Linked DNA regions of Mus musculus: regions 2, 3 and 4 are each linked to region 1. Evidence: chromatin contacts called from public Hi-C and HiChIP or PLAC-seq data. All regions are on one chromosome and are shown on one strand. The core of a region is the stretch at or near the end of the contact, and the rest is flanking DNA. Distances in the headings are between cores, read along the strand shown.

Evidence for each region. A called contact is a pair of places that touch in the nucleus more often than the background predicts. HiChIP or PLAC-seq counts read pairs in DNA pulled down with a chosen protein or histone mark.
Region 2: a contact with region 1 is called in a Hi-C map of liver, with 3 times the contacts expected there. The contact joins two enhancer-like sites. A contact is called at or near these places in 10 of 39 promoter capture datasets (the 3T3-L1 cell line, 3T3-L1-derived adipocytes, the C10 cell line and 7 more), 8 of 484 Hi-C or Micro-C datasets (the AML12 cell line, the HL-1 cell line, bone marrow-derived macrophages and 3 more) and 7 of 115 datasets of contacts at active chromatin or transcription factors (cardiomyocytes, double positive thymocytes, extraembryonic endoderm stem cells and 3 more).
Region 3: a contact with region 1 is called in an HNF4G HiChIP or PLAC-seq map of pancreatic cancer cells. The contact joins two enhancer-like sites. A contact is called at or near these places in 6 of 39 promoter capture datasets (3T3-L1-derived adipocytes, the HPC-7 cell line, embryonic stem cells and 3 more) and 1 of 115 datasets of contacts at active chromatin or transcription factors (pancreatic cancer cells).
Region 4: a contact with region 1 is called in a Hi-C map of muscle stem cells, with 2.2 times the contacts expected there. The contact joins two enhancer-like sites. A contact is called at or near these places in 1 of 15 datasets of contacts at CTCF or cohesin (large pre-B cells), 12 of 484 Hi-C or Micro-C datasets (the C2C12 cell line, the G1E-ER4 cell line, bone marrow-derived macrophages and 6 more), 3 of 115 datasets of contacts at active chromatin or transcription factors (embryonic basal ganglia, forebrain and pancreatic cancer cells) and 2 of 9 other capture datasets (embryonic stem cells and embryonic tail).

The regions. Positions count from the first base shown.
Region 1 is chr8:11,169,856-11,176,001 of GRCm38.p6, reverse strand. No RefSeq gene overlaps it. Among named protein-coding and RNA genes, the nearest start is that of Gm15418, 15 kb to the left of the region's middle. Within about 2 kb of position 2,576, at least 82 of the 459 cell types and tissues checked have an H3K27ac peak or open chromatin away from gene starts, as enhancers often do. A contact at or near this core is called in the AML12 cell line, the HL-1 cell line, liver and 2 more, where this site is marked.
Region 2 is chr8:10,963,101-10,969,246 of GRCm38.p6, reverse strand. No RefSeq gene overlaps it. Among named protein-coding and RNA genes, the nearest start is that of 3930402G23Rik, 38 kb to the right of the region's middle. Within about 2 kb of position 3,751, at least 111 of the 459 cell types and tissues checked have an H3K27ac peak or open chromatin away from gene starts, as enhancers often do. A contact at or near this core is called in the AML12 cell line, the HL-1 cell line and liver, where this site is marked.
Region 3 is chr8:11,369,870-11,376,015 of GRCm38.p6, reverse strand. The region is part of intron 4 of Col4a2 (collagen, type IV, alpha 2); the gene reads right to left. Among named protein-coding and RNA genes, the nearest start is that of Gm46030, 33 kb to the right of the region's middle. Within about 2 kb of position 3,740, at least 65 of the 459 cell types and tissues checked have an H3K27ac peak or open chromatin away from gene starts, as enhancers often do. A contact at or near this core is called in pancreatic cancer cells, where this site is marked.
Region 4 is chr8:11,041,661-11,047,806 of GRCm38.p6, reverse strand. It overlaps 9530052E02Rik (RIKEN cDNA 9530052E02 gene), which reads right to left. Exons shown (of 5, transcript NR_046017.1): 2 at 2,998-3,153. Among named protein-coding and RNA genes, the nearest start is that of Irs2, 36 kb to the right of the region's middle. Within about 2 kb of position 2,891, at least 19 of the 459 cell types and tissues checked have an H3K27ac peak or open chromatin away from gene starts, as enhancers often do. A contact at or near this core is called in muscle stem cells, where this site is marked.

The DNA of each region.
Region 1 (6,146 bases), core at 1,327-3,826:
GCATGCTCACTTCAAGGTCCTAGCTCAAGAAAGAAAGATGGCTGATACATTGCGGTGGGTGGGTGGGTGGGTGGGGGTTACGTATGCCTCGCTCGGGGAATGGAGATGTATTGAAAGTTTAGAACATTCGTGGGCATGTCTATCTTATGTCATAAAGATGGCTGACATGAATACTTCTGGGTCTCTCAGCTTTTGTTGTGCCTAGTTTCTTCTCCCAGAAAGAGAGTAGGGGTGCTCAAAGGAAAAGCCACTTAAAGGCACACAGGCCTCCGTTCAGTTCGTTAACCTGTAGGTCTCCATCCCATAGCGAATTGCCTCTGCTTTTCTTTTCTTATTTGTCCGTTTTTCATTTAAAAATTGCTTTTTAAAATAATACTAGACACATTTGTGAAATATTTAAAAGTGTTCATTCCTCGATACCCCTTCCATTCCTAACGACCCCCCTCTTCTGGCCAGCAACCTCTCCTCTTGCTTCAATGTCTCCCCTTTAGTTATTGTAATCCATTTGTGCTGGTTAGTTCTCTGTCAATTTGTCACAAGCTGGGGTCATCATGTCAACTTCAATTGATAAAACACCCCCATCAGATCGCCTGTGGGGCGATCTACTAATTGATGATACAAGTGGGAGAGCCTAGCTCGCTGAGGGTAAGTGCCAACCCTGGGCTGGTTTTGTTTGTTTGTTTGTTTGTTTTGTTAAAGCGGGCTGAGCAGGCTATGGAGACTCAGCCAATGAGCAGTATTTCTCTATGGCTTCACTTTCTGCCTTGAGTTCCTGCCCTGGCTTCCCTTTGTAATGAACTACAATTATAAGGGAAAACTAAACCCTTTCCTCCCCCAAGAATATCCAAACAAGGGATCAGTGGCTAATTGGACGCATGACTGCAGGCACACGTGCCCAGACAGTCCTTGATGCCGTCATAGGAGATAAGCTGGAAGGAGTTTAACTGGGCACACCTCTGCAATTACTGATAACTAATGCTGGCATCTACGGTCTGTCTTTCGTTCCTCATGACTCTCTCCTGTCTACAAGCCTCTTCACTCCCAGAAGTGTGGAATGAAGACATCTCCCTTGATACCTCTTTGCACTAATGAACCACAAATGATTGCTATCTTACTAATGAGAACCATCACTTTTGTGGAGGTCAGATGTTTGGCGAGGGTCTCTCTAAGCTGAGCCAATCGTTATCAAAGGATGGTTCCCTTTGGAAGCCCCAATGGAAAATCCATTTCCAAGTCCCTGGCAGCCCCGGAGTGGCTGCTCTTCTTGGTAGGTCAAGAACCACATCTGACCCAACAGCTATAGCTACATCACTTGAGGAAATGCCACAAAAGGAGGTTTACCTTCAATCCATCATGTGCTCTGTTAGTCAAGACTACTTACAACGCAGAGGTAAACCCACCCCTGGTGAAGTTCCCAGAGATCAGGGGACGGACCACTCAAGTCTCTTAACATACAGAGCCAGAAAGCACCTGGAGTTCCAGAGGCCAGAAAGTGGTAGCTTGGGCTGAATGGTACAGAGGGGCATCTCAGTTGTGTGTGCAGAGTCAAGGTACTATTGCCTCTTTCCACTGTGGGACAGAACCTGCCTCCAGCCCAGCACCCATCCTCTTCCTGTACCCCATTGCTCACTGAACCCAATTGTCCTCAAGCACCCCATAACCTCACATCACATAATCTCCTGTCCTTCATCCTTCTCCCTGAACCCCATCCTTTATGCACCCCATCCTTCCCCCCGCACGCCATCCCCCTCCTGTGCTCATTCTTCCATTCTTACACCCCACCCATTTCCCTGTACCCTAAAGCTACGACTGTACCCCAATCTCCCCCGGAACTGCATCCTCTGCACTGCACCCCATCTACCCTTCCTTGTTGAACTCTAGAGCCTCAAATCACCCAAGGGCAGCCGGGGGTTGTTTCTATTTCCGAATTGCCCTAGGGGGCAGCACACTCCACACAAAGCGGCACAGCCTGAGACACTCTCTTTTCCAGCCCTGAACCTGAACAGAAAGGGCAGGTCATCTCCTGGTTGGCCCATTCCTGCTTTCCTTGTGGTTTCTCTTGAGCAGCCAGCACCTGACCACCATATGGGTCCACCCATAAGCATAATCGAGTGTACACACATGCGAGCACTCAAACATGCTCACACACACACACACACACACACACACACACACACACACACGAGCATGAGAACAAACACCAGCACCCACACCCCACACCCCCACCACCACAGTGCCAGCCCCTGACTCTGCTCCCCACCCCCACCCATGTTCTTTGGCTACAGTTATAGGAAAAGACAGCCCTGGGCTCCCTGCCACGGTGCCCTCTTTGGTTTCTGTGGTGTCCTGTAAAGGACACCTTGGCACGCTAGGTGGGTGACAAGGGAGTGCACATGATTTCCAGGGTGATCCCCGGGCCTGAGTTGCTGCATGTGTCTCTATTAGGAGCTCCTGTGTCCCTGGGTCTGATGCCTTGGTGTGGCCCTGACGTGAGCAGGAGTGACGCTCTCTCTGTGACTCACCCGCGTCCACAGAGAGTAACCAGGATGCCAGGCATGCCAACCACTCAATCGAGCACTTGGCACTATGTGAGCCCACAGCTGCCAGCAGCATGCGACCAGAGGCTCAGCAGCCTGGGAGTCTCCTGTGCCTCTCCTCCCAGCTGTTCCTTGGAGGGGCCGTTGGTCCTGCAGAAAGTGATTCCCATTGCAGGTTGGATAGAGAACCTCAAAGAGGGGCATTGAGCAGAACCACTGTGAAGCTGGATAGAGTGCTCCTTGGCCTCCAGTCCCCTTGTAGCTCCCTGCTGAGTATCCAGCTCTGACCTCACTGTGCTTACCTGGAAAAATGAAGGGCGCAGAGGGAGTTTATCCTTTTCTAGTTCTGCTTGTCGATGTGTGCAGGCGAGGTCATGCTGCAGTTCTAAGGAAGGCAGCTCCTGCTTCTAGCATTTGTGGATCCAGTTGTGGTACCCTGGTCCTAGCCCCATGGTCCATGTCACTTCTTCTCTGTGTGTGCCCACCCCACTCTCTCTTTAGATGGATCAGGGTTCTGGCTAGGCCATCAAAATCTCGTTTTGTTCTAAGTTGTCATAGCTGCAGAGACGGATGTCCTTGTGAGGTGACATCTGAACTGCTGTCGACTTGACCATGCCGTTTTGGTGGTGTAATTCACCCAGCAATGCTTCCTTTGCAAGGCTGTGAGGGTTTTGTGCTCCCTAAGACTATTTACTAAACACTGTTCAGTTTCCTCTCAATAAACAACAGCTGTAAAGACATAAACCTCAGGCAGGACTACCCTCCCGCCATCTTCTGCTCTTCCCAAGCTTATTGGAAGCTCACCTTGCCTCTGCTTCAATTTACTGCTCAGGCCTGTGTGCCCTACTTTAGGGTCTGCTCAGCACAGGCCCTCAGACTCTATATTCCTTCTAGGATATAGAACGACTCTGAAGATGGGTTTGGGCAGGACCCACCATTCTCTCACAGACCAGATGTTCTGCAGTTGATTCCACGGTTCCAACCAGGAGCCGTCTCTCCTCTTGACAAATCATCCCAGAACTTTAAAGTAGCTCAGAAGACGGAGTGAGCCAGGAATCCCAGCTCTGTCACTCTCCATGTTAGCAAGTGAGTTCACCCTGCCTTAGGCCTGTTATTTGCCCCCTTGAACCTGAGGAGGACCTGTCTTCTGTATCCACAGCCATCCCAGCCCACAGATCCTCACAGACTCTCACCATTGCTGCTCACCACACAGCAAGAATCTTAGTTGCTCCTTATTGGGCCTTACACGCCCGCAGCCATGCAGAATGCAAGACAATGCAGCCAAGCAGCAGAAAGGCCTGGGTCCCTGGGAATTTTTCAGAGTCCCCAGAAAAGCCACCAAAGATGGTTTTGAACCTCACTCCCTGCACCTCTGAACTATGGTCATGACTGTGAGGCTCCACCTAGTTAGAAAGACCCCTGGAATGATATCCTACTGTTGGCTAACTAGACTTGTTCCAAGCTTCACCTGTTCCTGAGAAACAGAGAGTTAAGACATGTCTATTTTCCAGGATAAAGGAGACCCTGTGCGCCTCAGTCCCTGGAGATTTGTGCAGCTGTGTGACTTCTAGTGGATGGGTGCACTGCTTGCTAAGTGAGGAGACCAAGCAAAGAACCTCAAGGACTGAAAGGTTAGATCTTAAAAAAGGAGCAGAGAGCGTTCCCCAAGCCTGGATATGGGCCTGGAGCTCAGATGACTCAGACCTTTGGCTCCTGTGTCACATGAGGGAGACGTCCACACTCTGTTACTCTGGATCTGCTGCTGCCAGCCGCTCTTGGCCGGCGTCCTGAGAGTAAATGCCACACAGACTGTGTCCCGAGGAGAGTGCATGGCATTTTGTATTCTTTCGGCTCCTAGTTATGAGAGGGTGGACAATATTGCATATCCTTCCTACCCTGGGGATCCTGTCCTATAGTTTAAAATATCACATCTAAGACAGAGATACCCCAGATTGCAGCAGGGGCTGATTGCACAGGGACACTTGGCCGGCCTGACTGATAACATCAAGGCACCAAGTTCACAGGTTCAGGGGTCCTCTGTGGACTTCCCATTCATATCTTCTTCATATCATTGGGCAAGATTATATTAAAATGACGTGTATTGGAGGGCTGAGACTTTAGGGATGGCAGCAGCTGTCATGTCTTAGGCACCATGAAAAAGGTAGGCTGGACCAGGAATGGGGGACATGCTGAAAGGGCGTGGGAGGCTCTGAGGCACTGGGTCATTCTCTGAGGAGGACAAATGAGTGTCAACAACTTGAGGAAGGGTTTCCAGTGGGTGATGGTCTGGGAAACTCCTCTTGAGGGGCTTATCTTCTTATTTACTTGGCAAGGGTAGGCCAGGTGACCTGACCCCCAAGCCCCAGTTCCTTGCAGCTCCAGAGGTCAGGCTGTTACCTGCTCTCTGAAGGCATTGCTACCGTCTGACTGAAGTATTCCCCAAATGTGGCAGCCCAACCCGCAGCATCTGGTCAGAGATACATCGGGGCCAGCCTGGAGCCACTGAGTTAGCAGTCTGGGAGGGACCCAGATACCAGCTTTAAGCAAGATATTCCCCTGAGGGGTCGTGTCACAGCTCATAGTGTGACAGTATGTGGCTTACTTGAGCATTACTGAAAATGTGTCCTATCCCTCCCAAGTGTGAGGGGCTGAGAGCAGCCTTGTCTTTCTGGTTATCCTTTTCCAGGTATTTATTCCAGGACACGTAGCATGCAAAGATCCAGCCATGGGTTCACAGAACATGGAAGAACAGGTCTACCCACAGAACAATGGTTACATGAACTATGTACAGAGATTCACACACAGGAGTCTCTGTTCTCCAAGTTAAAAAGAGCAAATCGGTGGTTATGTTTCCAGCCCTGCAGAGATGACTGCGCTCCACTGGAAAAAGAAAAAGAAAACAAAACAAAACAAAACAAACAAACTGTAAACCAAACTGTAAAGCAGTGCAGAGAACAGAGCTTGCTCACGGTTGGGAGAAACTGACCTCACAAGCTGAAAGATACTTCAGTGTGCTGCCAAAGAAAAACATGTTATTTATTACTACTGTATATATGAAGTGTGTGGTGTGTGTGTGTGAGTATGTGTGTATGTGTGTGTGTGTGGTATATGTGTGGTGTGTGTGTGTATGTGTGTGGTGTGTGTGGAGTGTGTGTGGTATGTGTATGTGGTGTGTGTGGTATGTGTGTGTGTGGTGTGTATGTGGTATGTGTGTGTGTGTGTGTGTGTGTGTGTGTGTGTTGTGTGTGGTATGTGTGTGTGGTGTGTGTATGTGTGCATGTGTGTGTGTATGATGTATGTGTGGTGTGTGTGTGGTATGTGTGTGTGGTGTGTGTGAGTATGCCTGTGTGTGTATGTGTGTGTGTGTGCATGCCATGACATACATGTGGAAGTCAGAGGACAGCTTTAGGGAGTTGGTTTTTTTTCCCTCCACCATGTAAATCCCAGTGATTAAACTCAGGTCCTTGGACCTGGTGGCAGATGCCTTTACGCACTGAGCCATCTTACAGGGGTACATGTGGTAATCAATAACCACCCTGTGAGAAGATGGAACAGTCAAAGAGTTCTACAGAGGGAGTCGGTGCCCTGCCTTTACACAATGCTTACGGT
Region 2 (6,146 bases), core at 2,502-5,001, 210 kb after region 1:
AACTTCCACACTCACGTGCACACATGTATGTGCACATTCATATGCCACCATACATGCAGAATTTCAACAAGTAAAAAGTAAAATGAAATAACAGAATCATAGTGCTTTTTCTGCCCCTCCCCCACCCCACCTCTACATCCGGTCAAACAAGAAAGAACCGCAAGAATCCAAGTGGAGTTGAAAGGCCACCCACCAGACCCATAGGTGGATAGTCTAGAGTTCCCTGTGTTCATAGTTCAGCATCCTAAGAGAAGCCGAGAAGAACGGGTGCCCTGGTAAGCTCTGGAGGGTTGCATCCATTAACTGCTTTGGCTTAGGTCAGTCTGTGTCCATGGCCTGGTCTGACAGGAATCTGAGATGTGCAAAGGGGTGATTTTTCTTTCCGACTATCTCACCGGCCAGACGACTCATCCGTGTGGCATCTGCCTGGTTTTGCAGCCTTCAGCTATTCTCAGTTGGGGGGGGGGGCGGGACAAAACAAAACAAAAAAAAAAACCTTTCTGCTGTGGAAAAATCAATGTGCTGTCTCTGACATAGATCTTCCCTGTTGCAGGGATAGATGCCCAAGTGATACTTGCATTGATCACCCTGATTATATCTCCAACTGACAGAGAAACCTGAGGTTAAATAAAATTATACAGCTTACTTAGGCGATTGTTTTCATAACAAACTTGATGATTTCAGAAGAAGAAGAAGGAGAGACTGTTACATCCCCCCTTAGAACCATTTCCTGGTGTTTTTGAATCCGAGGTTCTGTTTGTAGTTTCAACAGTAAAAGCTTTGAATTTGGCTCTATTTTGGAGCTCAGCAAATTAGTGTGGGTTATTTTTTTCCTAGTTTTATCTGAGCTTCTGTTTGGTTTGAGTCCTGGTGTCCATGTGTGTTTATGGACAGTATTGCTTCTGTCAGAGCCTGTCAATAACAGGAGAAGCTGGACTGGCAGGAGAAGCTGGACTGGCAGGAGAAGCTGGACTGGCAGAACTGCCCTTTCATCTGCATTGCTATGGAGGTAAAGAGTTGCTGCAGCTTGAGCCTCAAGGCCCAGAAAGAATCCTTAGACAGTCAGCCAGCGGATGGCGCGTGCATGGCCCATGCCACAGGTTCTGGCTCCTGTGTCCTGCCCTCACACACAGAGGAAGCAGCCTGTTTTGCGTGCCCATGTCTCTGTTGGTAGTGTCTGCAGTGCGAACTCTGCCTCTTGCTTTTACCTTTGAGACAGATAACACCTGGGAAGGACTTGCCTTTCAGAATCTTGTCCTGGAAGAGCTGGGGTTAATCTGAAGGCTCTCAGGTTCCACAACCGTAGCCTGTAAACATATGGGTACCTGAGACATGTAAATTGTAAACTTCAGCGTTTTAACAGCATAAACGTCAGCGTGAGCCGTTGTTGTATAATTATGAAAATCCCACATAAGTATAAATATTTTAATGCAGCAGCAGACGGCAGTTTCCTTTATCTGAACGCAGGCTTATTACAGGTCAGCTGCACTTTTCCTCAAACACCATCATTACGGATCGAGAGCCTGTCTTTTTTTTTTTTTTTTTTTTTTTTTAGCAGACTCTCTTATGCTCCATTCTCCTGGATTTTTCTGGTTTAGCACAGGCTGTGGAGCCAAGGTTTTTTTTTTTTTTTTTTTTTTTTTGTTGTTGTTGTTGTTGTTGTTGTTCACCAGAAGTGAGGTGATGTGGGCATATAGGAAGTGACCCTTGTGACTGTTTCATGAGTCTACCCCAGGCCCACAGTATATGTCCTCAGTGCTCGGAGGAATCCTTGGTTTTCTGTTTCTGGGATAGAAGACAGAGACAAAGCAAACTGGGAGAGAAAAGTTCACAGCTCACATTTTATCAGCTCACAGTACAGCCTGCCATAGTGAGGAAATCAAGACAGGAGCTTGAAGCAGCTGGGCACACGGTAGCCACAATCAAGACATGGAGTGAGCCCAGGCTGCCCTCCACTCAGCTCCTGTTTTATTCTGAAGAGGTCAGTTCAGGAACTTTAGAAAATTCCTCTGGACCCCTCCCCTCCTGGAAGTGAAAGGTCATAAAGAACATAGGCACCCCTCCCTCTGCAAGGGAGGGACTAGTTACCTTACTCAGACCACAGGGAGGAGGGACTGACCACTGGCCACCTGTGGGTAGGGGTAGACACATTCCATGACTGTTGGCCACCCACTTCATTCCCTATAGACCAATCAGTTTAAAAGTCACACTGTTCTGCCAATCACATTGTGCCTAATGGCTGCTGCCTGGAGAACTGTATAAAGGCTGGCCAGACAGGCTGTGCATGGTCATTCTCTCTCTCCATGTGCAGGGTGACCCCAACATGTTGGAACAATAAATTCCTCTTGCTTTTAGCATCCATTCCAGGTTCTGAGTCGTTCACTCAGTGAGTCCCCAGTAAGCTAAGGCTCACCAGAGACTTACAATATAACCCAGATCCCCTGCCCAGGGAACGGTCCTGCCCACGGTGAAGATGGGTTCTCCCACATCAGTGGGCATGGGCGAAGGGAATCTCCCACAGGTATGCTCAGAGGCCCATCCTTGGATGATGATAGATTTTGCCAAGCTGATAGTTAACAGTCGCTATCATACACAGCCACTCAGCAGGCTAGCTAAAGCCTTAAGTTCAGCGAAGAGCCATCACAACCTACAGTCTACACAGGCAGTGAAACTGGCGTGACTCACTGCTTGCTTTGACCTGCACCCGTGATCTGAGCAGGCAGTGGAGGTTCACTGTCAGAGGGAAGATGTGGAGAAAATGAACCAGGTAGTGGCCTCAGCTACCCAATTCCCTTTCTTCTGTAACAAGGTTCCCTCGGTGTGGTTCCTATGTACATCTTTTCTTTTGGGAGGGAGGGAGGGAGGGAGGGAGGGGGTGTCATTTTCAAAATGAAGTCTGAGTAGGAGCTCAGTGCCTTGCACATTCAAGGTAGGCGCTCTGCCAGTGTGCCAGACACCCCAGTCCCCTTTCACTCACTTTTCAACAGAGGAATGTATCTGTCTGTCTGTCTGTATGTATGTCAGTTTGTCTTTTTCTTTCCTTTTTTTCTCTCCTCCTCCCTCCTTCCCTCCCTCTTCTCCTCCCTCCTTCCCTCTCTTCTCCCCTCCCTCCTCCCCTTCTCCTTCTTCCATCCCCCTCCCCTCCCTTTCGCCTCCACTCCACCCCTCTTCCTCCCCCTCCCTCTCTGCCTTCTCCCTCCCTTCTCCCTCCCTCCTTCCCCATCCTACTTCCCCTCCCTCCCCCTCCTCCCTCCCCCTTTCCTTTCTTCATTGTTGGGATTCTGTGCACACACTCCTAATCTTTCCTCCCACTCTTATCTCACAGTATTACTAAGTCACCTTCCTTAGCTGGGTCTTAATATATCACCACAGTGACTCCTACAGTAAAAGGAACAATCCCTTTGAACCCTAAGACAGGTGAATGACCTTTTGAAATACACACACACACACACACACACACACACAGTGGTGCAATGCAGCCAGGTACACCAAGTGATTGACAGCTGAATAAAAAGTGCTTTTCTCAATTGAGGTCCACCTGCCAGAGCAAGGCTGGCAGCGGGAAAATTCTTGCACATTCCCCTGAGTGTCTGTCATCGCTAATATTGAGGCTGTGTGTATGGGTGAGTAGTCACTGCTGTGATATTTAAAGAGCCTTGTTCTTTTATTTTTTTTTCCTTCCTGGAATAGAGAACCAAGAGAACAGAGTTTTACAGACTGAAAACGAGAAACAAACAGAACAGCGCCTCATTCTTCAGAGTAAACAGAGCAAAGGCCAGCGGTGGCAGATGCAGCCAAGAGCTGGCTCTGTGCAGACAAAGAGCAGATTATGAAAACAAAACTCTATCCGCTGAAATCATTGCCTTTAATTACCGACCCAGGAGCTTCGTTTAATGCTTCCCTTTTACACAGACGTTTGGAGCAAATGATGCTCAGAAGCAGGAGTCAGAAAACAAGATTGTTCCATGGACTGAGTAGGGGGAAGCTGGAGGTGACACAGATGTGTCCCCCCTTCTCTTGGTCTGCTTGGATGACTCTTCCTTTAAAGTCCTGCAGAGACCCCTCCTCTACATCAATATTTGCTCATTTCTTCCGTAGATTTAAAAATCTACACGGTCATCTTATTGCCACCAATGCACAGGACACCGACTTCAGCTCCTTCTCTTATACTGATACTGGGGACACGAAGTGGGTTCTGCCCAGGTCTCAAGTTTGGAAGATCAAATAGCAACAGTACACATTGCCTCTGTGGCCGTTGTGGCCTCTGTTCTGCTTTTTAGCCACAGTTCCGGACACACCACAGCTCAGAAAACTCCCCTTGGGGTGGGGTGCTCCGTCTGTCTCCTCTCCTCCCACAGCCTGAGCGAGCATACTGTGTGAATGACTAAGTTGTGAATGACTGATGGACCGATGTAGAAATGGGCCCAAATGGCTGCACTTGGGTTTTAAAAGAGATAGCAAAATTCTGTCCTCTAGCCGACCAGCAGAGAGAGAACAGGTCATCTGTGAGATGGTGCCAAAGAAACACTTGCAGCCCTGTGCCAGCACTAGCCTTCCCCTGGCTCACTGATGCCTGAGAACTGAGAGATCCTTCCTGGACTGTTGGACTATGCGAGGCTAACTCTGAGGAGGGGACTTTGTGTCTAACAAGCTGTGAGGTACTATTAAAGATGGAGTAAGATCCCCAGGGCCGCTGCTTGTCTTTTCCTGGGATCACTGGCCCTTCGAAACCCTGGGACACGTCTCCTTTCATGGGTTTGTAAACAGAATCCAGCACAGATTTCAGGTGTTGAGCTACCATAGATGGTACCAAATTCCTTGAACTCTAAAGATACATTCTTGCTTTGGACTCCACCCCAAGTTTTTGTAAATGTGATACAACGCACTGGGTGGTTTCTAAGAAGAGGTAATGTCCCTCTCTGTAGGTAAAAGTTAATGGAGAGTTGCTAAGTTACATTTGATGCTGTGTTTGAAATACTAGTTACCGTTTCTAAGAATAAGACTAACCTTGGATGCAGTCTTTGGCAGTGGCGGTTAACACTGTGATTGGATCTCCACCGCAGTGGTCATGGTTCTCTGTCTCCCCTCCCCTCCCCTCCCCTCCCCTCCCCTCCCCTCTCCCTCCCCTCCCCTCCCCTCCCCTCTCCTCTCTCTTCTCTCTTTTCTCTCTCATCCTCACTGAGATTTTCTCTCCCTTCTCTCCTCTCAATGCCTTCTCCACCTCCCCTCTGCCTCCCCCCACCATTCACCCCTAATGACTACAGACAATGACTACTAATGTGTGTGGTTATATGTATGTGACATGACTTGTGGTACTTTGTGAGTGTGTACACTGCACACCCATGCACGCCCACTGACATCTCATTTCTTTAGACACGTGTTTCTTTTCATCTCAATAAAATATTTGTCTTAAAAAACTGCATACTTGACATGGTTAGGGGGCTGATTCCAGAGATTTCTCGCTGGGAAGACAGACAATTAAGCATCTCTCCGGCCCACAGCGCTGTTTGCTGCCTTCTGCCTTCTCAAGGCCGACTCCTTAAACTGTGTGTCGTGAGTCAAACATGGATGGAAACAGGACACTTGCAAGCAGGAACAAAGCAAAAAGCCTTGGACAAGCAGCACCCAGACATTAATTCACAATTATCCATGTAATGAATCTGAGGTGACTGAAGCCTTGGATCTAAGGACCATACGTGTATCCATGTGTAGCACGTGACATCACACCATACAAGGCCAACAAATGCTCCCGAAATACATCAGCTCAGATTCAAGTCTACTCCATGCTGTGAGCTGCATGTTTTGACTGTGTTTTTAAAGGAACATAAAGTTTTAATTATGGGAAACGAATACTTTTCATATTTCCCTACTGTCATATAAGTATTGGGTTAGTACCATCTCTGGATTGGATTGGATTAGAATGTCTGATTGTTTAAAAATCGCTGTTTGTGCCATTAGCTTGAGTTTCATGAAGAAATTGTTCAGTGAATTTTGACGTGAGATTAGGACAGAATTTCTAATAATTGTTAAGTGGTCCCTCCCTTTTTATACTACACATTTATGAGACTAGTGTCCGGAGTACTGCCGTCTGTGAAAGCAAACTATGCATGAACTCAGAAAAACCTTCAAGATGCTCTAAGTGTCTG
Region 3 (6,146 bases), core at 2,491-4,990, 200 kb before region 1:
TCCCAGCTGCAATTTATCTTGCTCGTGGGCTTAGAAATGTTTCAACAGCGCCGAATGTGATGGATCACAGGACTTGCTCTCTTTCTCATTCAATGGGTAAAAATAAATCTTGGATTTCGGGCAGAGGGGAGGAGGCAGTGCCAGAAGCCCAGAAACCTTCCCTTTTCCAGTAGTGGTGTCTGCAGTGGGAGCCACACCCGGCGGAGCCTCCTGGAGGAGACAGATGCAGGCAGGGCCTGGGACTCTCTCTGCCCAGGGGCAGTGCCGAGCTATTATGAGCTGTCTAGGGTTTCAGGGGGGCATATAAATAAGAACATAACAGTTTATCTTTGGCCACTGAGGTATACTCTTAGGGATTCTGTTCAAATCAAGCCTCGGCCCTGAGTTCTCTCCTTGGGGATTTTTGGTGTTATATTGTAAAGGTAGCACTGAACTAACTTTCTTTCTTTCTTTCTTTCTTTCTTTCTTTCTTTCTTTCTTTCTTTCTTTCTTTCTTTCTCTTTCTTCCTTCCTTTCTTTCTTTCTTTCTTTCTTTCTTTCTTTCTTTCTTCCTTTCTTCCTTCCTTTCTTTCTTTCTTTCTTTCTTGATCTATTTATTTATTTTATCTTTCTTTCTTTCTTGATCTATTTATTTATTTTATGTACATGAGTACACTGTAGTTGTCTTCAGACATACCATAAGAGGGCATCAGAACACATTGAAGATGGTTGTGAGCCACCATGCGGTTGCTGGGAATCGAACTCAGGACCTTTGGAAGAGAAGTCAGTGCTCTTTAACCACTGAGCTATCTTACTAGCCCCTGGATTTTCTTAAATATAATCATGACTTAGGGATACTAGGAAGACTATTTCTGCTCATACAATTGGTGGATTTTGCACACAACCCTGGGGTTGTTGTTGGAAGGCAGGCGAGCAACAGCAAAGGCTCACACCCTTAATGCTGTGACAACATCACTTCTTAACAGACCCAAAGGGCCTTGAGCACGGTGCAGGACAAAGTCAGAACTAGGTGACCAGCTAGTGCTCCGCAGAGCCCTCTGAGGGTGCCAGGAGGGGGTGGAATGTGGGGGAGGGGGGCTGCTGTACGTTGCTGCCCCCAGGGAGGGAGAAGCCTCAGATGCCTGACTTCAATCCGGGGTCTTGTGTCCCCGCCAGGAAAGACTGCTCATTTGGCTTCAGTGTTGGCTTCTGAGTCTCCCAGGCTGACGTGAATTTAGAACAACCCAAACCAAAAAGTCTCCGAAGCCTTCTAAACTTAGAAAAGAGCTCAGGGCTCTGTCAGGGTTGGGCCACGTGTGCTCCTTCCCAATTCGGTGCCACCAGCAGCCAGGCAGGCAACTGCCCAGGTCGGTGGGGGATGCTGCAGGCCAGCGGCCAATGTGGTTAGTAGGTGGTTTTCCTGTGGTGGTGCTGCCCACCTGTGTGGAGAAAGATCTCCCACTCTGACAGTCGGCTGAAGCTGGTGGGTTTCTGTCAGCCCGACTCCGGAATTCCAGTCACATGACCTCATCCAGCTCAGGACTTTCTGGATGTCTGAGAGGCTTTTCCTCATGACATACAAAGGCCAGCTATAGTGGCACACTTGGTGTGTTTGGGTATTGAGATGGTCCATTCAAGTAAGTTTTCTGGGCAAAGGTCTTTCCCAGGGAACATCCAACCTCCTCGCTTCTGCACCTTTAGCAGAACCCTTCGTAGAAGCCCTGGACCCAGAAGGCCGCACAGAGGGCCGGCTTCCTGTGATGAGTGAGATGTGTGTATCACAGACCAGGACCTTCCTTCCTGTGAAGATGCTTACACAACGATGCTCACTGGGTCTGAGAGCTAATACAGAACATAAGGACAGGCCGATGCAACGAATGGCGATAATAGCTCTTATAGCTATTAATAGCATGGGGCAGCAACAGGCCCTCTCTGTCCCCTGCAGCTCATGACTTACTAGCTGTCTGACAAACTCTATTTCTAATCCGCATGCTGATCCCACGGGGAACACGCTTCCCTTATATTTGCAGATAACAGAGAGATCAATACCCCTAAAGGGTTTGATGACATGGCTGTGAATGGCTGAGTGGGTTGTGTGTGAGGGTTTTGTTTTTATTTTTATCAGCTATGATTCTCTTCCTGTTGGAACATGCTCACACTGGCAGACACATCCAAGTGTGTCTTCTAAGAAGCCAATTCGTTGGAAATTCCCTAACACGACTGAGCATTATCTGAACTTCTGGGCTTCTCACACCACTGAGCGATGGCTCTGGCACACGTGTGGCATACACGTGACATCACAGAACTGAAGAGAGAAGGAAGACTCTAGAGTCCACCTTACTTTAACAGGGCATCAAAATCCTTGTTGAACTGTCAAGACAGTAGCTGTTGGTAGAACTTTCTCTCCAGACTTTCTTCTACATAGTCCTCCTGTAGTCTACTTAAGATTGCTACCTAGTGTGTATAAAGACTGGCATCTTTGTTCCTTTATGGGCAGGTCTGATCTCTCTTCTGACATGGGATGATCACAGACCCATTAACTTTGTTTGGACATATTTCCTGTATAGAGTAAAAAGGACAGAATTTATACTCTTCACAGTGGGGCAGGTCCTTAAATTGAGTGACTTTCTTGGTGCCCGAGTTCATCGGTTTAAATGAGGGGAGACGAAAGTCATCGATTGTCTTGCCGTATTAATTTTTTGGCTTACTGTGTATACATAACCTTGTCCAATCTGAATATTCAAATGAAGTAAATCTCTTTTTGACTTGAGACAAACCCAGGAAGCCTGCCGTCAACGCCACAAGTGCACTATAGCAGATGAACCTTTGTCAAATGGATACAAAGTTTCCAAATGCAGACTCCTAAAGAATATGGTTTGTCTAACAGCACTTTCTGGAACCACTAAATGCAGCTCCTTTCCCTCTCTTCCTCTGGGCTCCCAAGGGCCATGTGAAGAAGGTTGCTTATGACTAACTCAACCAAGCAACAGGAAAATAGTGCTCCCCCACTGCACCCATCCCAGTCAGTCCAGACACCACCACAAGAATCCCACTGTGGACTTGGGCACCTTTCTTTCTAAGCATTTGAAAAAAATAAACGGGCTATTCTTAGTGTGGCCCCTCTAAAGTGGTCTTTATAATGTAAGTTTAAAATTTTGTTTTGCCAAATTCTCTCTCTCTCCACACACACACACACACACACACACACACACTTTATTGAGATAGGGTCTTACTATGTATCCTTGAAAATGCTATGTAGACCAGGCTGGTCTTGAACTTACAAAAATCCTGTCTGTGCCTCCTAAGCGCTATGACTGAATGTGTGTGCCACCATGCCTGGCTTTTGACTGGGATCCTAATGCTGAGGTGAGTTAAGAGCATTAGTAGAACTTGTGCACACAGTTTCTACTATAGACACTGGACTGGCCATAAATGACAACCTCTTATGACTGAGTATTAATCAAGAGATGTGTGTGTGTGTGTGTGTGTGTGTGCTGTCAATCTCTCCTGGTAAAACTCCTTGCTATTACCATATCTATTTAAGAGAGCCCTTCAGCACAGTTGTCAGAGTGGTATCTCCTGATGCCTTTACTCCTCTTTACCTGGTGTGACACACTTTTCGTACCTTGTACACACACGTTAGCATGCACACTTTGAGTAATTTGTGAAGCAACTGTGAAGACTTTCCATAAATAAAGCGGGTATGTTTGTCAAGTATCTAAGGAGGAAGGTGACTCACGCCTGTTGTCCACAGCACCTGCTTCTGTACTTACTCATCAGCAAGGCTGTGATTCAGAGCTCTCTCTGGGGAAGCAGGCGGAAGACCGGTGCACATTGTTCTGTGCAAACTTCAAGTCTCGCTTCTCCTCCTTAAGTCTTTATATGTGCCGTGGAAAGAATTTATTCCATTTGGCTCACCAGCAAGATGCTAAAGCCATGTTATAGCTGTTTTCAGAAAAAAAGGTCCTCCAGTGTCCCAGAGCACCTGTGTGAAGACCTTGGGGATTCAGGAAAGGCTTCGTTGTGGAAGGAAGCACCTTGGCTCTGAGTAGGAGCTGATGAACGCAAATCCTTCTAGACCACCACACTGCTTCTGTTTTCTCATCTGAGGACTGAGCCCTGGGGAAGCCAGGCAATGTGACCATAGCAGCCCCAAAGCAAAAGTGTCCCTTTGAAGGAAGCGATCGATGCATCGAGCCCTTAGAAAGAAAAATAAAGCCCACGAAGAGGTGACAGTATAAAATCTACCACAATCAATCAATGATAAGATGTCGGGGTGAGCCTAGCAGTGTGCTTTATACGATGAACGTTTTATCTGTCACTGCCTGGAAGTGAGGCAGATGACCCCGACAGTGTGCAAGCTTGGCCTCTACTCTACCCGGAGCATTCCTCAACCCAAATCCCAGAAGCATTAAGAAGGTGCTTATCTGAGACTCACATCTCTGTGCCCGAGGCTGTGACACCATTCCTGTGCATTGCTGGGACAATCCCTTCCTGTGGCAGGAGCCACGAAGCACGCGCTCATACCAGAGGCCCTTGAACAACGGATTTAACAATTGTTTCTCTGTAGGATTTGTTTAATTTTTAAAAGTTTCAACATTTCTGAGGAAACACAGTTATCCAGATGTGTGTGCATGAACTGGCTGTGGTTGGGTTGGGTCACTGTGCTTGGGGCGGGGTGTAGAGGAAGAGGGGGCACCAGGATTTCTTGGTTTTAAGAGACAATGAGGTCTTTGGGGAGTCTTTTCACCTCCTGTTGTCTAATACTGCAAGTAAGGAGCTGCCAACTTTGATAGAAGCCAACCAATTCCTAGATTACCTCTAAGGGAACCGGAGATTCCAATGAGTTAGTTAGCTCATGGAGGTATAGCTCGGAGCATATTCAAGGTGTTACTCTTTAATTTAAAAACTGGAGTCACTTGTACAGGTGGTCATCATTACTGTAGATTAGTCAATGGCACAGGGGAGGTTTCTTAAAAAAGAAATCTTCCTATTAAATACGAAATGCCTGGTAAAACGCTGTGTGGGCGTGGGAGTGGAAAAGACCTGCGGCCCCTTTCAGCTTCTCCTTCAAGACAAAAGCATTCCAAAGGGTTTCTTTGAAAACCTGCCCCTGGTTGGAGACTTCCTGGGACTGAGCAGCTCTTACCAGACACAGGTCTGGTCTAGCTGGGCTAAAGTCTTGGATGGACTGTTCTTGAAGAGATGGGTTGGTATGTGCAGAACTCGTGAAGGGGTCTCTATCTGTCATCCTGGTGGTGGCCAAGGAAACTGCCTGATGGTTGGAGACAGCTCAGAAGGGTCCATCCTGGAGCAGGAAGGCAGGCAGAGTTAGCTCTGGCTCTTGCACCCACTGGGGTAACAGGGAGGAGGAAGAGGAGGAGGAGGAGGAGGATGCTGTGTCCCCACAGGGCTACCTCTGCCCCGCTCCCACGGGAGAGCTATTTCATGCAAGATAGTGTAGTAGACTCCAAGATAGTGTTCTTTCAGTACCACCATCTCAGGGATGAAGGAGAGACCAAGTAGCCCATGGCAAATGCCTCTGGAGACCGGAAGGGGGCCAGCCCTGGACCCCAGTGTTGTAGGACAGAGTTTGTTTGCATGCACTATCATGGACATTCTTAAGTCCATTTCTGAGCTACGGAGTGGGAAGAGGGCCACATGGTGGGAAAGTTGCTAGTGCTACCCTGCCCTGGCCCTGGCTTCTACATCTGAGGCACAGTACCTGACAGCAAACACTGATGAATGGAAGAAATTGGCAAGATGGAAGAAAAGGAATTTTGCTAGAGATGGCCGGGAGACCAGTCCTTTAGGTCAGCTCTGCCTTGGGGGGGTGGGGGGTCACCCTATGCATTGTAGTTTAACTGTATCCCAGGTTTTATGACAAGATGGGGTCGGGGGTGGGGATGGGGTGAGGGAGAGGGAGGAGCCTCACGGTAGCGGCTGTGGGCATGCTGCCCCGTTTTACAGAGGGAGAACCTGAAGGAGAAGGGTGCGCCTGTGTGCTGAGTGCCCGGGCATCTGTATGTCGGAGCAGGAACTAGACTCCGAGATGAACTTCCTCACAGCGAGTGTAATTTTCAGCCCCGGATGGCAAACTGGTGTCCAACTGTAGGGCAAACTCTGCAGCACACATGCACATTGGCCTGCTGTGGGACGTCTCCCCC
Region 4 (6,146 bases), core at 1,642-4,141, 130 kb after region 1:
CTATGAACACTATTCTCTTTATATACCCCAGAAGTTTCTAGAATTTCCTCTTATCCATATATATCTTCCTTATGTGTTTAAATATTTACATATCTAGAGGGAAGAGATCATCTCTTCCAAGGAGTTGATTTGTGTTATTTTAAAATTCTAGTGAAAGATACGACTAGGTCTGTTGGGTAAACACCTCCCTTCCCTAGGCCCGCCACTGCCCATCTGGACTCTGCTGGAGGCTCAGCCCTATGCAGTTCTTACCTTAAGGTTTTCTTATATACTGGTGTTCCCTGTAACTGGCTCTGCACAGGTGGTCCCTGGTTTTCTGCTTCAAAACAATTCTCCAGGAACTCTCTTGTCCATCTCAAACCTTACTACGTGTTTTACTAGTGGCCACCTCCTCTCGAGGCCTTCCTGAGGCCGCCCACCCACCACCAGTCATCCCACACCATCCAAAGATCACCTAGTCCCACCCCTTGTAGTAAGGGAAGTTTGTGGCCCCCAGGCCTTTGGGCATGTGCATTCCTCGATGCTCCTGCTCACTGGTTTGTTTTCTACCTGTGTCCTCTCTGTCCAGTTGGCAGTCTGCTCTGCTCTCCTTTCTTCTTCTCAGCCCATTCCCTCCACCTCTCTGCTGTCTTAGACTCAGCCAGAGAATGTTTTCAATCTTCTGCCTTAGCCAAGGGACAAGAGGGTTTCCCAGGGTTTCAAGCCTCACCTCTTCGGAGAGAAGCCGATATGCCTTTCCTCTGGTGTGAACCACCATTTCGTTCTTCAATTATTAGGCTGAGAGGTATTCTAATAGTCTAAGCAAGGGCCTCGCATACAGGTCCATTTCTTCAGCTTTGCTTCTCTCAGAATGTCATCGGTCTTTTCAACGTCTTCTAGGCTCACAGCTTGTGATGGCTAGTCCTGGTTGTTAACTTGACTTTGCCTGGAATGAACTACAATCTAGAATTGAGGAAGGCTCACCTGTGATCTAGATCTTGAGGCTGGGAGATGCAAGTTTCCAACCTGGATCTTGGCATGGAGATCTTGAGGCATAGTGGCTATGAATCCCAGGAGACTAAGGCAACTAGATCTCTGAGTTCAAGGGCAGCCTGGGACAAAACAAGTCCCAGATCCAGACGTGGTGATACACACCTTTAATCTGGGACACACTTTCTCCTGGAGGCCTACATAAGGACATTGGAAGATGGAAGATTCGCCTGCTTGCATTTACTTGCTAGCACATCTGTTGGATCTCCTAGTCTTGTGGGACTGAGCAACTACTAGATCCTTGGACTTGCCATTTACAGCTGACCATTGTTGGGGAGTTTAACTACAGTCTGTAAGTCATTATAACAAATTCCCTTACTATATAGAGACTATCCGTAAATTCTGTGACTCTAGAGAACCCTGACTAATACACAGCCTCCATGAACTAGAGAATTCTTCCACATTTGACTGCATGCCCTGAGTCTGCATGAAAGTGTCCCGTTTCCCTATCACATACAGAAGGGACCTTGCTCTACACTTGTTCATACATGGCCTTCTCCCCTCCCATCCAGGGTCCACTTTCCTCATGCACACAGGACTAGAGTCCCCACACATCCAAAGTTGCTCTCAGTGCTTCCCCCAAAGTAGCCAACCTCTGACACATTTTTCATGGAAACTCCCTTCCCATCTATAAATCTCTTGGCTGCCAAAGTCAGTCAGCATCCAAGATACCCCACTGCAACTTGATCACAAACTACTAGACCCATCCTGGCCTTCCTCAATGTTTCTGAGTGCCGTCTGCCTGACCCTGAAAGGTTAAGGGTAAGGGGTACATGCCACAAACGTTTGTTTGCTGTATGTGTGATGGATAATGCTGTCTACTTGACAGAGCTAGAATAACCTGGAATATAAGCTTACATAAACTTTGATTACATCAGTGGATGTGGGAAGACCCATTCTAACTGTGTCAGGATCTGCACTTTACAGGGAAAGGGAGCTGAGCCCACATCTACATCGCTGTCCTCTGTTCTTGGTTAGGGATACCACGTGATCACTCCAGCTCCCACCACCATCATTTCCTTGCCTGGGTGGATGTTAGGCAAAAGTGAGCACCTTCTGTCTTAGGTCACTTTTTTTTTGTTTGTTTTTCGAGACAGGGTTTCTCTGTATAGCCCTGGCTGTCCTGGAACTCACTCTGTAGACCAGACTGGCCTCGAACTCAGAAATCCTCCTGCCTCTGCCTCCCAAGTGCTGGGATTAAAGGCGTGCGCCACCACGCCCGGCCTTAGGTCACTTCTGTCAGGGTGTTTTGTTATCACAGCAACAGGAAAAGAAACTGTTTCAACATCAGAACTAGCTACACAGACTTTTATGAAGTCGGCCATGATTTTAATTATTACAACTGGCAGTTCTCGTGGATGCCACATCTTTGCCCGGATGTGCTGACTGCATGCAATTAATTGCCCAGTTTCAGAGAACAGCTTGTCTAAAGCAGGACAGGAGGGACAGAGCAAAGAAGGAAAACCCCAATTTGAAATGAAACAAAGCCAGACCAAAAAACCAGTTACCACTTAACTCTCCTGAATTGAAACAGTATCTTCCCAGCTCCTCTGGTGAGAAGCAGAAAGCCACGGTGGAAGTACACAAGACAACCCCCGCCCCACCCCTCCGCTTCTGCTTTCTGGCAGATTTCAAGCAGAGCAGGTGGGCAGGTGAATGAGGCTGCCCAGGTGTTATTGTGGGTCCCGTCTGTGAGGGAAAACTTAGAGTCTGAACACAGAGGAGTGACCAGAAAGCCGAACTCTCCACTCTGAGATGCGTCGCTGCAGGCTAGTGTGGTTTTGCACTAGGAAAAACTATTCTGGGTTTATTAATGAGCGTATCAGAAGAGGGTGACTACAAAGAAGAGGAATGCGCAGGGGAAAGGCTACTCCCACACAGAAAGCAAAGAACAACGTGGGGCAGGCCTGGCCAGGCTTAGGGCAACCTCCCTTAATTAAAAAGAAGCTCGTGGGCGGCAGTGTTTACCTGCACTGTATTGTCTGTCCTTCTGTAAGCATCCTGCCATCTGGGCGGTGGATCTGGCGTACCGCTTTCACTCTGTCACATGGGAGCTGTCATGACATTCCAGGAATGGATTGTCACCTTCAAGGTCATCATGGCACTCCAGAAGTTCCTCGAACTCTTAAGTGGGAAGATAGCCACATGGTAAGACATCTTGCAGAAGCAACACAAGCTATCTTTGAGTCTGAAACAGAGGGAAAGTTCAGTCACCCTCCCTTGGACGCATGTGCAGGGACTTCTGTTGCCCACGGTGTTATCCACAGAAGAATGACTTTGGTGAAGTGACTGCTCACTCCATGGTCAGTGACAGATTCGAGGAAGGATGGGTTCTGATCCTGGGTTCCCAGGCAATGAAGGGCAGTGTTGTGCTGCCCCACCCCAAGTCTCACACCTTGGGTCTGCAGCTTACCTGTGGGCCTCATTAGTCCTTGGCAGTTTCTCTTATTTTTTTTTAACGGGGGATCAATGCGGTAGTGTCCCATGACAGAACAGATGCCTCAAGCACATGACTGACAACTCCTTCAAGTCATGGTCTGCTGAGGGCTGACCCACATGGCTGCTCTAGGCATCACAAAATCAGGGCTCAACATAAATATTATGATTCAAAATACTTAGATTAGTCTTATGACCATGTAGAAGGAACATTTTCTCATGGTGGTGGTAGTGTGTGCACACGTGTGTGTGTGTGTGTGTGTGTGTGTGTGTGTGTGTGCAGTCACACAGGCATAAGTCCAACTGCCTACAGGTAGAGTTGAATTCCCCCTGTAACTAGAGTTACAGGTGGTTGTGATCCACCAAACAACTTAGGTCCTGGGAACTACAGTAGAGTCAGCTGCTTAACTGCCGAGACTTCTCCTCCAGCTCCATACGTGACGTTCACTGTCACTACAGTGAAATTTGAGAGCACAGGCACCTCATGCTGAGAATACTTCAGTTGCTCTGGTTCCCCTGACATTCAGAAAGGGGGCCTGCAGTCCATGGGAACACATGGGGTGGAACCACTCCAGACAGGCTCCATGGCCTTCTCTCTTCCTGGCCAGCAGCATTTCTCAAGTTACACTGTTGCGTAGTTGAAATATCAGTGTTATTGCCCAAAGTCAGTAGGAACTCTGCTGGTAATAAAGTAAGAGGTGAAAAAAATGAAACAAGCAAACAAAAAAAAAAAAATCAAACAATTGTTGAAGACCTGCACACTCAAGAGAAAGGTCCAGGGCAGATCTGAAAGTAGCAAGTCTGGGGCCAATGGTGGATCCCTGGAACTGCACGGCTCGGCTCTCTCTCAGAGCTCTCCACGTGTGGGGAAGAGCAGCACTAGCCATAGAAAATGACTGCGCAGGGCACAGCTAAGCCTCAGGGATGAGGAGCTAATTTAAATGCCTGCTGCATCTGGGAAGAGGCCAGACATACATATGTATGGTTACTTACGTTGGCCAGGCTTCCCAGAGCGCATCCTCCTGTCGCCCAGCTGGGGCCTCTGTCCCAGCTCAGCCCGTGCTTCTGCAGAACACCTTACAGCTCCATGCTGTACTCCAGAAGGACACACATGACATGGTGGTCACTTGCCTTTTCCTGAACTCTTGATTCTCAAGGACAGAGATGGAACCATCCCCATCCTCATTGTTTATGTAGCACTCTCCAGAGGCATTTGGAGATGGAGATGGGCGTGTACTTGCTATCCTAGCACTGGGGTCACAGCAGCAAGAGATAAGGAGTTCAAGGTCCTCTTTGGGTAGATAAAGATTTGGAAGCCTGCCTGGGTTCTGTGAAACCCTGTCTCAAAAATCCCAAAACAATATCAGAGGTGTCTGAGAGGAGCATGTGCTTGGAGCTTACTCTGAGGAACTGGAACACTGGGAGCACCACTAAACCCCAGTCTTTGTTCCTGCCTCACAGAAAATATCTGACACTTAAAATGGCCACTTCCCTACCGGACTATCAGTCCTCTTCAGTTTTCCTGCATTCTCTTAAATGACTCTTCCCCTCACACATAAATATTTTTAAAGCGCTTCCTGCACCTTTGAGCTATGGATATTGGTTCTCATTGAGTATCAAAAGAAACTGAGCTGAGTGTGGTGGCGCACACCTTTAATCCCAGCACTTGGGAGGCAGAGGCAGGCGGATTTCTGAGTTCAAGGCCAGCCTGGTCTACAGACTGAGTTCCAGGACAGCCAGGGCTACACAGAGAAACCCTGTCTCGAAAAACAAACAAACAAACAAACAAACAAACAAACAAACAACAACAACAGCAACAAAGGAAAGAAACTGACTATTCCGGATTGACTTGCACATCAGTCTATTATACCTGGAAGGTGTGGTACCGTATGCTTATTTGAAACTTAATAGTAATAGGGGCTTTTGCCTACTATTGCATGCCGCAAGTTTTTATGTCCTACTAAAGGCTGATAGACTAGATAAATGTTTCTACTCTAGAGTTAATCCAGTCAGTGCATTGGTTTCTACTGTGATATGATTCCAATAAAATGTGTTTGTATTTGTGTATGTGCGGTCACACACGCACACACACATAAACACACACCCATACATACACACACAAATACACACACATATACACACATACACACAAGTAACATACATACACACATACATACACATACACACATATACATACAAATAAAACATACAAAACACACATATACACATACACACACATACACAATACATATTCACACATACACACATATACATACATACATGCATACATACACACACACATAAACATACAAATACACACATACATAGATACAGAGTGTCTTAGCCACTAAGGACCGTTATGGTTGAAAATGTCTAATAGCAAGGAAGAAAGCTGGCCACACGTCATTTTCACCAATTTTAGAATTTCCATTACATTGCAACTCCAAAGGGAATTTACTGGACAGAATTGGGAATGAGGGAGTTTCTTTGTGTTTCTCTGGACTGGAGACTCTTCCTAGGTGAAGAGATATCCCTTTGTTTCTGGGAGGAACCACTCAAAGGCAGTGGGAAGCCACCCTCATGAAGGTCCTCCCTGCCCTTGACTCTCTGGAGCATGGGAGCCCTTGATACACAGAGGTCAGATGAGCCCTGTTCCTCCTCAGGGCAGGAGACATTCCCAG